Regions from separate parts of the Ovis aries genome. Here region 1 is linked to region 2. Evidence: chromatin contacts called from public Hi-C data. All regions are on one chromosome and are shown on one strand. The core of a region is the stretch at or near the end of the contact, and the rest is flanking DNA. Distances in the headings are between cores, read along the strand shown. Region 1 holds the start of SEC14L5 (SEC14 like lipid binding 5). Region 2 holds the start of DNAAF8 (dynein axonemal assembly factor 8).

What was found. A called contact is a pair of places that touch in the nucleus more often than the background predicts.
Region 1: a contact with region 2 is called in a Hi-C map of liver, with 7 times the contacts expected there. The contact joins the promoter of SEC14L5 here to the promoter of DNAAF8 in region 2. A contact is called at or near these places in 11 of 16 Hi-C or Micro-C datasets (blood, hypothalamus, liver and 5 more).

The regions. Positions count from the first base shown.
Region 1 is chr24:4,580,630-4,588,075 of ARS-UI_Ramb_v3.0, reverse strand. It overlaps SEC14L5 (SEC14 like lipid binding 5), which reads right to left and starts at 1,469. Exons shown (of 16, transcript XM_042239950.2): 1 at 1,203-1,469; 2 at 447-561. The coding sequence starts at 509.
Region 2 is chr24:4,379,561-4,386,170 of ARS-UI_Ramb_v3.0, reverse strand. DNAAF8 (dynein axonemal assembly factor 8) reads right to left here and starts at 2,266. Exons shown (of 10, transcript XM_027961566.2): 1 at 2,074-2,266; 2 at 485-626; 3 at 1-89. The coding sequence starts at 592. It overlaps ANKS3 (ankyrin repeat and sterile alpha motif domain containing 3), which reads left to right and starts at 2,519. Exons shown (of 16, transcript XM_060405635.1): 1 at 2,519-2,807; 2 at 3,428-4,041; 3 at 4,931-5,129; 4 at 5,284-5,405; 5 at 6,531-6,610. The coding sequence starts at 3,872.

The sequences.
Region 1 (7,446 bases), core at 220-2,719, 200 kb before region 2:
AACGCAGCAAAATGAGAATAATAGGAGCTATTGGGAATTAAACCAAACAATGTATGTAAAGACTTAGCAAACCCTCAACAAAAGGCTGCTGTCAGCATCTTCATTGTATACATACCATTATTATTATTATCAGTACACAAAATGACAGCAGCAGCTTGGCCCCTGATATCCTTTTTCCTGTCAAAGGAGACTGAGATAACAGATGAGCTTCAACAAGGAAAAGGAAGACCTTGTCTTGCTCAGTGTGCAAGGCTCCTAGAAGTTGTGGCAAAAGATGGGATGGCAGAGGGGTCCTGGTTAGAAGCTGGACCCATCGGGTCAGCAGAGTAGCTCGTTAATTCCTTCTGATCTAGGGGTTTGGGGTTTCCTTCTCCTTCCCATCATGGCTGACCTCTTGGGGCCCTCTGACTGTCACACAAGGGGCCCCAGAGTCAGGGGTCACTCACCACCATGACCAGCTCGAATGGATGCTTGTAGACACGGACAGGAGACTGGTACTTCTGCACCATGTTTTCAAAGGACCAGCGGCAGGAGCCGGCCAGGCGGGAGTGGGCGCAGAGCCTGGGTGAGGGCGATGGTGAGGGAGCAGCTCCCTCCAGCTGAAGCAGGAGCCCCGGCCTCAGCTCCCCCTGGCCAGGGGCAGGCCCACTACCCCTCTGGACGCCCCCCCCAACACACACACACATCTCCCCAGCTCTCAAAGCAAGGGGGCCAGTGTGAGCCCCAAGTTACTTCCAGCCAGACCCCCAGCACTTGCCCCGCCCATTACCCAATTCCCCAGACCACACTCGATCCTCAAGAGCAATCAGTATCCCCCAAACTTTCCTCCCTTCTCGCCCCGTCATGCTGGGAGCCAGTAAACTCCCATAAAGCCACCCTGCTGGAAACACCCCCACGATTCATTCGCCCATGCACCCCGCAAGAATCATTGCACTTGCGCTCCCATTTTCCTCCAAGATCCCCTAACATACACACACAGTCTTCACCAGATTTCCCACGCACTGGCTCTGCCACACAAGCACACACATGCACGACTCCCCTCCCACACGAGAGAGCCCTTGCACACGAACTCAACTTTGCACACACACCCAGCTCTGCAAGCACAGTTCCCTAGATGCGCACAGACATTGACACACATGCACACACACAGATGCAAACGCACGCACGCATGCACACCCAAGCCCCCCAAAAGTCCAACTCACCCTCGCCCTCGGAGTCTCCGGGGACGTAGACCCAGGGCTGAGCGAAGCTGAGCCCGCGGGAGTCCTCCGTGGCCTCCTGGCCCAGAGCGCAGCACTTAGGGCGGGGCGCAGCACCGCGATCGCCAGAGAAGTCCGAGCCAGCGATCGCTGATCCCGGGCTGTCGGGTCTTGCACATCCTGCACCCTCCGAGTTGGTCTGGGAGGGGACGGCTGGGCGGGAGCGCTCCAGGACCCAGGACAGCGAAGATCCCAGCCTGGCCTGGCTCCACCCCCGCCCCACCCCCGCCCCACCCCCCGACTCTGCCCCGGCCCCGCCCAGATTTACCTCCGGACAGGCCCCGCCCCAAACTGGCTCCACCCCGTCTTAGCTCCGCCCTTCACTTTACACAGCCTTCTTTAACCGCGCCTCCACCTCGGCCCTGCCTCCATACTGGCCACGCCTCTTGCAGACCCCGCCTCCACCGGGTCCCGCCCCTAAAGCACCCAGCCTCGGGGGTGGCTCAGCCCCAAGGAGACCCCGCCCCAAGGCTCTAACCCCAGTCTCACTCTGCCCCCAGTCTAACCCTTGCCCCTCCCAGCCCGGCTTGCCCCGGCTCAGTTCACGTTTGGCCAGTTCCCTAACGGGCAACCCCCTCCTCCTGGGCTCTGAGCCCAGTCCCTCCACTAGCCACACCCCAGAGCCCTCCTGACCCCGCCGGGGATCTTTCATTCACTTTGCCCGCTTTACAGAGCGCCTGCTGAGTGTCAGGACTTGCCAGGCGCTGGAGAGTTCTCAGTGAACAAAACAGGTAAAAAGTCCTCGCCCTCGTGGAGTTTACCTCTCAGTGAGGGAGTGTGTGCGTGTGCATGCTAAGTCGCTTCAGTCGTGACCAACTCTGCACTCCATGCACTGTAGCCCACCAGGCTCCTCTGTCCATGGGATTCTCCAGGCAAGAAATACTGCGGTAGAGTGCTGTTTTTCCTCATTCAGGGAGTCTTCCTGACCCAGGGATCGAACCCGCCTCTCTTATGTCTCCTGCATTGGCAGGCGGGTTCTTTACTGCTACTGCCACCTGAGAGGGAGAGAGACATTAAATAAATAAGACAAATACAACACTGTGTGTGATGGGGGGAAATGCCAACGTGAAAAAAATAACCAGGGAAGGGATTCAAGGAGCCAGCAGAGTGAGGGTACAATTTAACACACGGTGGACTGGTAGAGTGAAGCCATCATTCATTTTCATTTTGGCTCGCACGCAAACCCTTCTGGCCTTTGCAGGATGCAGGAGACCCAGCATCCTTCCATAGTTCCCCCCTTCCTCTCCCTCTCTGTTTGGCTTGGGGGAGCCAAGAGGCTGGCTCTAGACAGCCTTGTCATCCGTGTATTCATTCATTTGACAGGTACTGAGCACCTACTGTGTGCCAGCACTGTGACTTTATCCATTTGCAAGAGGGAATCGGACAGGCTCACCTGCTCCTGCATGACCCAGAGTCCTAGGCAGGGAGAGGGTGTACTGAGAGACAGCGCTCTATTTAGCAAACGTATCGTTGCCCTTTGTGATAATCAGCCCCTAGCTTCCTTCCTATCTTGCGTCACACTCTGTAATCATCTTATTTACTTATTCATTTTATCTCTTTGTAGCTCTGACCCAGGAGACTGTGAGCTCCACAAGGGCAGAGACCTTATCTATCTTATTCACGTGCCCAACGTCCACGGGATCTTACTGGGGACCTGGCACACTGGTGCCGTGCGTTTTCTTGGTTACGGTTTTCAAGGACAGTGAAGCTGAAGCTCCAATCCACTGACCACCTGATGCAAAGAGCCAACTCATTAGAAAAGACCTTGATGCTGGGGAAAATTGAAGGCAGGAGGAGAAGGGGACGACAGAGTATGAGATGGTTGGATGGCATCACCGACTCGATGGGCATGAGTTTGAGCAAGCTCTGTCGATGGTGAAGAACGAGGACTCCTAGTGAGCTGCCGTCCATGGGGTCCGGAAGAGTGGGACGCGAATGAGCGACTGAACAATCCGGAATGGGAAAGGAGCGCCCCGGGTCCCATGCCTGCCACAAGATGGCAGCACAGTCCATGGCTCCTGGAGTCGCCACGAAGGGGACCGGTCCGGGGGAGATGGGAGCCCCGAGGTGCATCGCGGTATCCAGGGCTCATCCAGGAAACCCCCACGCTCCTCCTGGGCGTCTTGCAGGGCGCGTAGTGAGCGTTCACGCGGTTGACTGTTGTCACAGCACGATTGCTGATTGCCGTTAGCTGGCACAAAGTAAGCCCAGGTTGGAATGCTAACACCTGGAAGGATAAAGCTGAGCGATCGATTCCAAACTCTCCAGCTCCGAAGACCGCTCCCCACACCCCAGCAGGGCGAAGGCTGAAATGCAGATTCCCGGGCACCGCTGGAAGAGCCTAGGAATTGGCTTATTTAACACACTCTCCAAGTGGTTCTTCAAAGTGGACACGCCTGGCAGTGCTGGAGGTCATTCCCAGCGCTGGGGGATTCCAGGACGCTCAGAGGAATTGCGGGCCCTGGGGAGGGGTTGGGGCGCTCGTAAGTGGGGGAGTTCGGCTCTCAAGAGCTCCTCCCAGATGGGCGGCGTGCTCACTGCTCCCAGTACCGCGTTCTGCCCAGACGGAATCTTCCGGGTCACCTCCACGCGTGTCTCCTTTGCCACAGAAGGTGCCGGCTTGGGGGAGCAGGGGCCGGCGTGAGCGATGCAAAGAGTGGGAGCAAGAAAAGCCGCGAGGAGCAGATGAGAGGCCCTGAGACTACGGGGAGGCTCCGGGACTCCTGGCTGACTCCTGGCTGCCGTTGGTGCCGCCTCTGCCCACAACCCGTGAAGACGCCACTGGGGGGAGGGGAATTGGGGGGAAAGAGATGCTGCAGCTGCGTGGGCCCAGGAACTCAGAGCAGGAAGATGGGGCCCAAAGGGGAGGGAGAGCCTAACTGCCCCCTCCTCCAGCCAAGGCAAAAGAATCAGTAACAGCACCACCTGCCAGCTGCTTCCGTCACAGCACCGTTTTCCTATCAGTCATCCCTACCTTTTATTGAGCACTTACTTGGCACAGTGGTGGCTCAGCGGCTAAGAATCTGCCTGCAATGCGGGAGACACAGGTTCCATCCCTGGGTCGAAAAGATCCCCTGGAGGAGGGCATGGCAGTCCACTCCAGTCTTCTTGCACGGAAAAACCCATGGACAGAGGAGCCTGGCGGGCTACAGTCCATGGGGATCTCAAAGAGTCAGACAAGACTGAAGCAACTTAGGACTCACGCAGGCACATACCAGGCATGGTTCTAAGACTTTACAAACATTCAAACACTTAATCCTCAAAAATAGGCCCTGTAGTGATGAAAACGTTTTTGGCACTCCACAGAGGTGGTGGTTGCACAATACTGGGAATGCTCTGAATGCCGCTGAATTGTACACATTGAAATGGTTCATTTTATGTTTTAGAACCACACCTACCCTGAATATTCACTGGAAGGACTGAAACTCCAATATTTTGGCCACCTATGCGAAGACTCAACTCATTGGAAAAGACCCTGATGGTGGGAAAGACTGAAGGCAAAAGGAGAAGACGGAGACAGAGGATAAGATGGTTAGATAGCATCACTGACTCAATGGACATGAATTTGAGCAAACTCCAGGAGATAGTGGAGGACAGGAGCCCGGAGTGCTTCAGTCCATGGAGTCACATGGAGCTACTGAACAACAACCAACTATACCTCGATTAAAACAAACAGCCTTTTCAGGTCAAAACTCTGTTAATTCTCATTTCCCTGGTGGCTCAGAGGTTAAAGCATCTGCCTGCAATGCGGGAGACCTGGGTTCGATCGCTTGGTCGGGAAGATCCCCTGGAGAAGGAAATGGCAACCCACTCCAGTACTCTTGCCTGGAGAATCCCATGGACAGAGGAGCTTGGTGGGCTACAGAGTCGGACACGACTGTGTGACTTCACTTTCACTAAAGACAAGGAAACTAAGGCACAGAAAGTTTGAGTAACTTGCCCTAGGTCACACAGCTAGCAAGGAAATCAAACCCAGGACTTCTTCCCCGAGAGCTGCAGTGGAAGTACCCAAAAGGTGTGATTTTCCCAGCCTGAGCTTCAGAGATATCCAGGCATCCTCGTCAGGACCAAGGAGGTACCAAAAGGTTGGGCTGATCCTATGGGAACACGGGGACATGAAGTCAGTCCCAGGGGCAGGACCTCCAGCCTCCACCTGCCGCTTCCTACTGGCCCTCGAGAATGATTGAGCCACAGCTGCCTATTGTTGTGGTGGATTTTGAAGACTCCAGGAACTATCTCACATCTGTGAATATCTCCCTGCAGTTGAGTGCATGTGTGTATGTGTGTGTGTGAGATAAGGTACACAAAACGGGACTTCCAGGGTAGTCCAGTGGTTAAGACTCTGCGCTTCCACAGCAGGGCTCAAGGTTTGACCCCTTGTCAGAGAACTGTGATCCCACATGCCGTGGCAAAAAAAAAAAAATAATTATAATAATAACATGAAAATTACAAGTTTTAGTCACTTTCTTTCTTTCTCTCTCTCTCTTTCAAGCCAGAGACTTTACTGGGAAGTGGCACCCGGATGGAGAGCAGGAGGGTAAGGGAACCCAGGAGGACTTAGTTATTTTCAAGTGTACAATTCAGTGGCTTTTCGTGCATTCAGAAGGCTGTGCATCCATCACTGCTATCTAGTTTCAGAACATTTTTATTACCACAAAAGAAAACTGGTACCCATCAAAGCAGTCACTCCTTCCTACGCCCCTTCCCCCAGTCCTGGCAATCCTCAGTCTGCTTTCTGTATCACATCTCATTTGTCCTGGGGCTGCTTCTAATCCTGTTCCTTCTTCCTCCTCCCCAGAGCTCAGACACCTCCCAGACTGGGGAACCTCCAAGGTCATCAGGGTCGTTGGCAAGGGTGGCTATGTACAGATGTGCAGGTTGTAGCCTGTGGCAGCTTCGATGGAGCAGAGGCTGAGTCTGGAGTCAGTAGGAGTCGGAGGAGGGGAGCGAGGGGAGGGGAACCTGACCTAGAGGGCTACACAGCCAGACCTCACCCACCTCAACCCCAAGCCCACCCCCAAGTCCAGTCACTTCCACACAAATGCTCTGGGATTCCAGCAGGCATTGAATGTGGAGTCGGAGTCCAAAGGTGAGCAAAAGAGTCGGAGCCCAGGAGCTCTCAGCGAGGAGGAGAGGAAGCGGAAGGGAAGCTGGGTGCCCTAGCAGAGTCTCAGGGCCCTTGAGAGGGGGTGGGGTGGCAGGGGGGTGAGTGGCGGGTGCCGGAGTCCAGACAGGCCTGTGTGCAGGTTCCAGCCCTGTCACCTTCCAGCGCTCCTGCACTTTATGTGGCTGCAGTGTCCCCTCCTTGAAAATGGGGATAATGTGGACATGTTTCAGCCTTCACAAAGGAAGGACAGGTCCATGGATGAACCTTGAAGACATTATGCTCAGTGGAAGAAGCCAGACAGAGAAGGACAAATATTGCATGATCCTACTTTCATGTCATCAGGCTCACAGACAAGGAACGTAGAGGGGTGGCTGCCAGAGGTGGCGGGCTGGGAGGCGAGGGGGGCGGGGGGAGGCAGGGGCAGGGGCAGGGGAGTTAATGTTTAATGGATGCAGAGTTTCAGTTTTGCAAGACGAGGCATTCGAGGAAGTCGTGGAGGTAGATAGTGGGGACGGTTGCACAACAGTGTTGAGTGCACTTAATGCCGCTGAACTTGTACTTAAATGGTTAAGGGACCTCCTAGGAGATCTAAGACTTCTCCTTCCAGGGCAGGGGATGTGGGTTCAATCCCTGGTCAGGGAGCTAGAATCCCATGTGCCTAGTGGCCAGAAAGCCACATCATAAAACAGAAGCGGTATTGTAACACATTCAATAAAGACTTTCAAAATAAAAACGGGGCTTCCCTGGTGGCTCTGTGGTAAAGAATCCTCCTGCCAGTGCAGGAAACATGGGTTCAATCCCTGATCCATGAAGATCCCACATGCCTCAGAGCAACAAAGGCCGTGCACCACGACCATCGAGCCTGCACTCCAGAGCCCAGGAAGCCCTCGTGGCCTAGAGCCCATGCTCCACAACAAGAATCCATCACAATGAGAAGCCCACACTCCACAATCAGGGAGTAACTTCCGCTCACTGCAACTAGAGAAAAGCCCATTCAGCCATGAAGACCCAGCCCAGCCAAAAATAAGAAATAAATTTAAAAAAATTTTAAAGACTTCAAAAATGGTCCACATCAAAAAA
Region 2 (6,610 bases), core at 1,017-3,516:
GGGTCGTCGGCCAGTTCCTCTGACAAGTCTGGAATCAGGGTGGTTTCATTTCGCTGGAAGATGAACAGCTCCTCGTCCTCGCGGTCTGACTGTGGACAGATGAGAAAGGTTTGGGTTAAACAGCCAGAGGCAGAGCCAGGAGGGCCTCAGCTTCCACCCACCTGCCCTGCCCCAGGCTCTCCGACTGTCTGGGGGGACCAGTTCTCTCCCAAAGGGCCTCACTGACACCCATTTCAGAGGCTGATATAGAAATGGGCTCAGCAGCACCACCTGGTGGAGGTGAGATCCAGGGCACCCAGTTCTGGGTTACCTGCCACCTGCTAAGCCCAGTTAATGCCTGGCACAGAATGCCTGGCAGGGCAGTGAGGTGACAGCTTGGTACTTCACTTACATGACACAGAGCTCTCCGGTCAGCATCGTGTCTGTCATGGGAGGAAAGGACAGTGGGGGCCTAGGAAGATGTCGGAAGAAGGTGCTTGCTTACCGAGGAGGAATCCGAGTCCAGAGATGGGAGCTGATGCTTGGCGGCCTCAAGGATGGCGTCCCAGGGGTTGGGCAGCAAGGGCCGCCCATCTTCATCAGGAGATGCCATGGGGTGCCTCTCAGCGTACCATCATCCAAGGAGCCTTGCAGAGCACATGGAGTGAGGTGAGAGGGTCCCAGCGGCAAGGGTCCAGAGCTCAGGGTGCTGATTTTCCAAAGCATATACATACCATCCCTTGCCTTGGGGGAGTGAAGACAGATTGGGGGACCACACACCCCATCTCCCTTCTAGTTGGCAGGTTCCTGTTACTGAGTGTCAGCCACTGTGCCATCACGTACTGTATGTGTGTCTGCACAATGCAGGATGGAGCCACAGATAAATGGATATGGTGATATTTTACAATATATAGATATATGTATTGATATATATGTATTTGATATGTGGATATATGGATATGATGTACAGAATGATACATAGATATATGTATAGATATATGATAGATATACATATAGATATATGTAAACTATATATGTCCAATATAACATAGATACTATTATTATCTACAGACAGAATTTGTATCAAAGTCAGAGGGGATTTCAAGCTACTACTTTTTACTGCCCCCTTACAAAGGAACAGAATAGACATTTTGGAGTCCCCAGAACACTTTTTTTGGAGTTGACACTCAAATTGTCAGGCCAACACACCCCTTTTGTATCCCAGAGTCTTAACAGACCCCCTTCAGGGGTCAAGGAGGCTTAGAATTGTGGGGTGATGGCACTTCAGAGCCGGCGTCTTGAGAGTACTTGCAGCCTGAGAGGCCTCTGTCACTATAAAATGGGAAGAGAACACTCCTGCCCCAGCCCTGGCCCCCAACAAGGGAAGCAGCAGGCGAGGTGAATGGGGACTTTTTGCTTTTTCTGTGCTCACAGGAGTGGGACAGGAGCTTGGTGTACCCTGATCTGGGAACAGCAGGGCAGGTCTGGTATATACATCACAGGATGTTCTCCGGCTGCAGGGCAGATCAGAGGGCAACAGAATCACCTGGTTGAAGGGGACAACCGGAGACTCTTAAGTTCTCCAGGAGGACAAAGTAACAGAGAAAGAAAAGGCATTACAGGTTGCGGCAAGAGCACCTAAGAGCTCAGAGGAGTGAAAAGTACCTAACGTGTTGGGGGAAGAAATTTTCACTTGCTGGAGTTTGCGGTGCAAACGGACCAGACCGTGAAGGGTCCTGAACGCCAGGTTGAGGAGCGTCGCTCACCGAACGGGCTGCCGAAAGCCACACAAAGCAGCAGCCCCAGTCTGGCATAATCCCGACCGTGCCTCCACGTCCGTTTCTTGGCTGCGGCCCGTTAGCCCCGCCCCCGCCCAGCCCCGCCCCCCACGCCCCCGCGCACCGCCCAGTCTCCGGCACCGCCTACCGCCCCGTCTCCGGCACCGCCCACCGCCGGACCGCGGGTTGTTATGACAACTGGACGCCACCGGCCACTCGGGTGGGGCTTTTAAATTCCAAAGTTCGGAAACCGGAAACCATCGCGCGTCCTCCCACCTATTCCCCAGCTTGCTTTCCCAGCCCCCACCCTGTCCACCTCCCAACAATTATCTCGCAGCTGCGGCCTCGGCCTCCGCCTCTCTTCCCGGCCTCGACAGGGACGAAAAGGGCCCGCCGCGCCTCTTCGGTCGTGTTCTCCCGCTTGGGCAGCGGCGCGATTACTAAGGCCGTCGCCGCCTTCGGAATCCCGGTTCATCAGTCTTACATCACTGAACAGCCACATCCTTCCCACCCACCCCCCCCGCTCGTCTTTCGGGACTTGGCGCGTCCTGCCGCTCCTGAAACACGATTGGTTCCCCTGGCCAGCGGAGGGGCGGGGCAAGGAGGACTCCCCCTGCTCATTGGCTGCTGTGGGCGTCACACAGAGAGCCGGGCGAGCTGACCGGAAGGTCCGGGTGCGGGACGGACGAAAAATCTACAGCGCCGGGAGAGGCCGAGGGGGACCCGCGAGCGTCCCGTCGTGCTCCGCGCCGCCCGCAACCACTTCCGGGGCGGGAGCGGGCCGCTGGGTCCGCGCGCTGTGGCGGTGACCGGCGCGGAGGGAGCCCGAGTGGGCGCGGCCGAGGGAGCGCGGCGGCCAGCGGCGGCCCCAGGGCTGCCCGGGGCCGAGGCCCAGCGCGGGGAGGCTCCGCGGCGGCCCGGCCCCTGCCTGGTGCTCGCACCTGCTGCCCGTTCGCGGGGCGTCCCAGCCCTGCAGCTGGTTCGCCGCGGGAGTTTACAGCTCCGAGGATCTTCGCAGCTGAGGAGCCGGGACGGAAAGCCACGTGCGGGGTAAGGTTACTGGGAGGAGGCGTCGGCGCTTGGGTAGTTCCCTAGGTTACCCTCCCCGGGGCCCGAGAACGAGGTGGGGATGCCTGGAGGCAGCGGAAGGCCCACGCCCCGGGGCAGGACGCGGTGCCCTCGGGCTTTTACAGACCTCCTCCCTGTGGGCGTGACGGTCACCACCAACGTCATTTGTTGTTGTTATTTACTTTGGTGTGCTTTAAAAGTAACAGATACTTAGCATTTTACCGAATGGACAGAACGCGAAGGTGGAAGGAAAATTAAAAGATCTCATTCTCAGTGCTGCTTCCTGGAGATAAATTCTAGAAGCGATAAGCAAAAGATTTTCGACAAGTATACGTGATATATACCTGTAGATGACTCTGTTCCTAAGGAATAGCCCGTGGTTTTAGAGCGTCTGGCATGGAGCAGGGTGATAAAGCAGCTTGGTCCCTGGGTATCCACGTTCTCCTTCCATGATTCTGATAGGCTCTCAGCGTTGTGCCTGGTTTCATACAGTTGAAAGTCGCTCAATCGTGTCTGACTCATGGGGTCTGACAGACCTCATGGACTGTCCATGGAATTCTCTAGGCCAGAATACTGGAGTAAGTAGCCTTTTCCTTCTCCAGGGGATTTTCTGAACGCAGGTCTCCTGCACTGCGGGCGGATTCTTTACCAGCTGACCCACAAGGGAAGCCTAAGAATACTGGAGTGGGTAGCCTGTCGGGTCTCCAGCGCATCTTCCTGACCCAGGAATCAAACCGGGGTCTCCTACATGGCAGGTGGATTCTTTACCAACTGAGCGAGCCTCCAATAAAAGAGAATATGGGTCCTACCCTGGAGGAGGCATTTGGAGTAGAAGAGACACCCCCAAAGAAGGCTGAAGGGGTGTTCTGAAAGGAGTGCAGAACTGACTGCAGCTGATTTGGATTCTTGTTCAGGTTCGGCAGCCAGGATTGTTCAGCTGCTGTGGGCAGCAGTCTGCTGCGGCAGGAGCGTGACCATCGCATTTCATCCCCTGGAACTACCAGGAAGGAAAGACCCAAGTGACCCCAGCATCCCCCTCCACCGCGATGTCGGAGCTCAGCGATGAAGCCAGCGAGCCAGAGCTGCTGAACCGCAGCTTGTCCATGTGGCACGGGCTGGGCACGCAGGTCGACCGGGAGGAGCTGGCTGTCCCCCTGGATCTGCACACAGCCGCTTCCATTGGCCAGTACGAGGTGGTGAAGGAGTGTGTGCAGCGGTAAGAGGTCCTGGGAGGCATTCCTTCCTCTCGGATGGTTGAGCGCCACCGCCCAGGTGGAGCCATCAGGAGGCTAGCGAGGCCTGGCCCACAGCTGTAGACGTTTAACCCATGGGTAGATTGTGGACTTCCCTGGTGGCTCAGACGGTAAAGCGTCTGCCTACAATGCAGGAGACCCAGGTTCACTCCCTGGGTCGGGGAAGATCTCTCAGAGAAGGCAATGGCACCCCGCTCCAGTACTCTTGACTGGAAAATCCCATTAACGGAGGAGGCTGGTAGGCTGCAGTCCATGGGGTTGCTAAGAGTAGGGCACGACTGAGTGACTTCACTTTCACTTTTCACTTTCATGCATTGGAGAAGGAAATGGCAACCCACTCCAGTGTTCTTGCCTGGAGAATCCCAGGGACGGGGGAGCCTGGTGGGCTGCTGTCTATGGGCTCGCACAGAGTCGGACACGACTGAAGCGCCTTAGCAGCAGATGCAGAGCAGCATGCCCGGCCTCCCTGCGCCCCCTGGATGTAGCCTTTCCCTTCGCAGTTATGACAGTCAAAAAATGTCTTCAGGCTTTGCCAACCATCCTTTGGGGGCAGAACCTCCCCTGGTTGAGAACTGTCTCTGTGGCTGGTGGGAGGAAGGAAGAGCTGACTTTGGGGTAGGAAGAGGGCACAGATGAGAACAAGAAATTGGAGCACAGAGGCAAACTCAAGGTAGTTTGCAGAGGCAGTGGTCCAGAAAGTGGAGTCACCCCTGAACCCTGTGATGTCCAGGGTGGCGGTTGACTCTGCTTCCTGTCAGCACTCCCCACTCTTTCTCTTGGCCTGGCCACTGGGTTTGGTAAGTCCCACATGTACGATGGCTGGCGTGTCTAGCATGTCTTGCATTTGTTTAGGAGAGAGTTAGATTTGAATAAGAAGAACGGTGGTGGCTGGACCCCGCTGATGTATGCCTCCTACATTGGACATGATACCATCGTGCACCTCCTGCTTGAGGCGGGGGTCAGTGTGAATGTGCCGACCCCGGAAGGGCAGACTCCACTGATGCTGGCCTCCAGCTGTGGCAACGAGAGCATCGCCTATTTTCTTCTCCAGGTGAGCTGCAAGGGTCTCAGGCCACTCGGCAGATAGGGAAGCACTGCAGCATGCTTGGGTAATCACTTCGATTCTTTCAGTGTAATGGCCTGGAGGGTGCCCGCCCTGTGCAGAGGAGACGTGGCCTTAACAGGCATTCTCTGTTCTCTTGAAGCAAGGTGCTGAGCTGGAAATGAAGGACATTCAGGGCTGGACTGCCCTTTTCCACTGCACCAGTGCTGGGCACCAGCAGATGGTCAAGTTCCTTTTGGACAGTGGAGCGAACGCCAACGTGAGGTCATTACCAGGTCGTCCGCAGCCGTGGGAGTTGGTTGGTCACATCTGACTCGGAGGAGGGCAGCTGTCGAGGCAGCTAGAGGCCAAAGTGTGGGAGCCCCTGCCTCGGTGTGGCAGTCTCAAGACCTGGGGTGGAGGGGACAGTGCCGCCCAGCACAGAGGCACAGGGAGCGTCCTGGCTTTCTCACTCACCTGTCAGGTGACACTCGGTGCGGCACCTTAAGCTCTGTAGGCCTTGCTTTCTTTATCTGAAAAGAGGATGGTGGTGCTTATGTCATGGCGTTATTAGAATCACATGTCCTGTCATATGCCAGGGCCTAACATAGCGAGTGGCGCTTAACTGACACGTGTTAAATGCCAGTCCCTTTCTCTTCCCTGCCTTCTGTGTGTGTATATGTATATATCATTCCACATGCACATGTGAAGTGATGCTTCGAATGCACTCCTGAGTTTTTTAAGCTGGAAGTAGTGGTGCTGTCTAAAGTATGTCACCGTGATAATCCTCTTTCAACACGGCATCCACCTGACTCTGCACACCCTGGCTGGTGTCCGCTGGGGTCACACACTGTAGGTGTCCAGCCCATTAAGAAAAAAAGGGCTTCTCATTAAATTGCAGCTCATTTATTGACATTCTGACTTGAGTGATGCTGAAACCTGAAAACTATGTGTCTTCAAACATGAAAACCAGTGGTTAGCTTGCTTCCTGTCTCCTAGACTGGGTGGCACTAGTCAGAGCCAGGGGGTGCTCTGAAGAGGTGAGCGTGCGCCTGGTGCAGTTCAGCTCTGAGTTAAGCATAAGCAAGCACCAGGTACATATGGAAGGGCAGCGTCAGTTCTTAGTCCTGGAGTCCCCAGAGGGTTCCAGGCCTGATCTGCAAGGTGGGGTATCTGGAGAGGTGGAGAGGAGGTGCTTGCTATCTGTGAGCAGTGAGGGGTGATAGCTGCTTTTTGCTGTGGTTAAGTGGAGGCTCAGATCACAGCAAGTGGAAACAGCTGTGAAGGAGCAGAGACGGGAGGTGGATTGTCTTTGGAACAAAAGACTCCGGGCTCGGCGGCGGCGGGGGCGGGGGGAGGGTGGAGGTGTCGCTGTCGCCAAGGTTTTGTCTGACCGAGGTCCCCATGCAGGGAGCCGGTGTGTGGATTCACTCCGCTGATGGAAGCTGCGGCCGCCGGCCACGAGATCATCGTGCAGTACTTTTTGACTC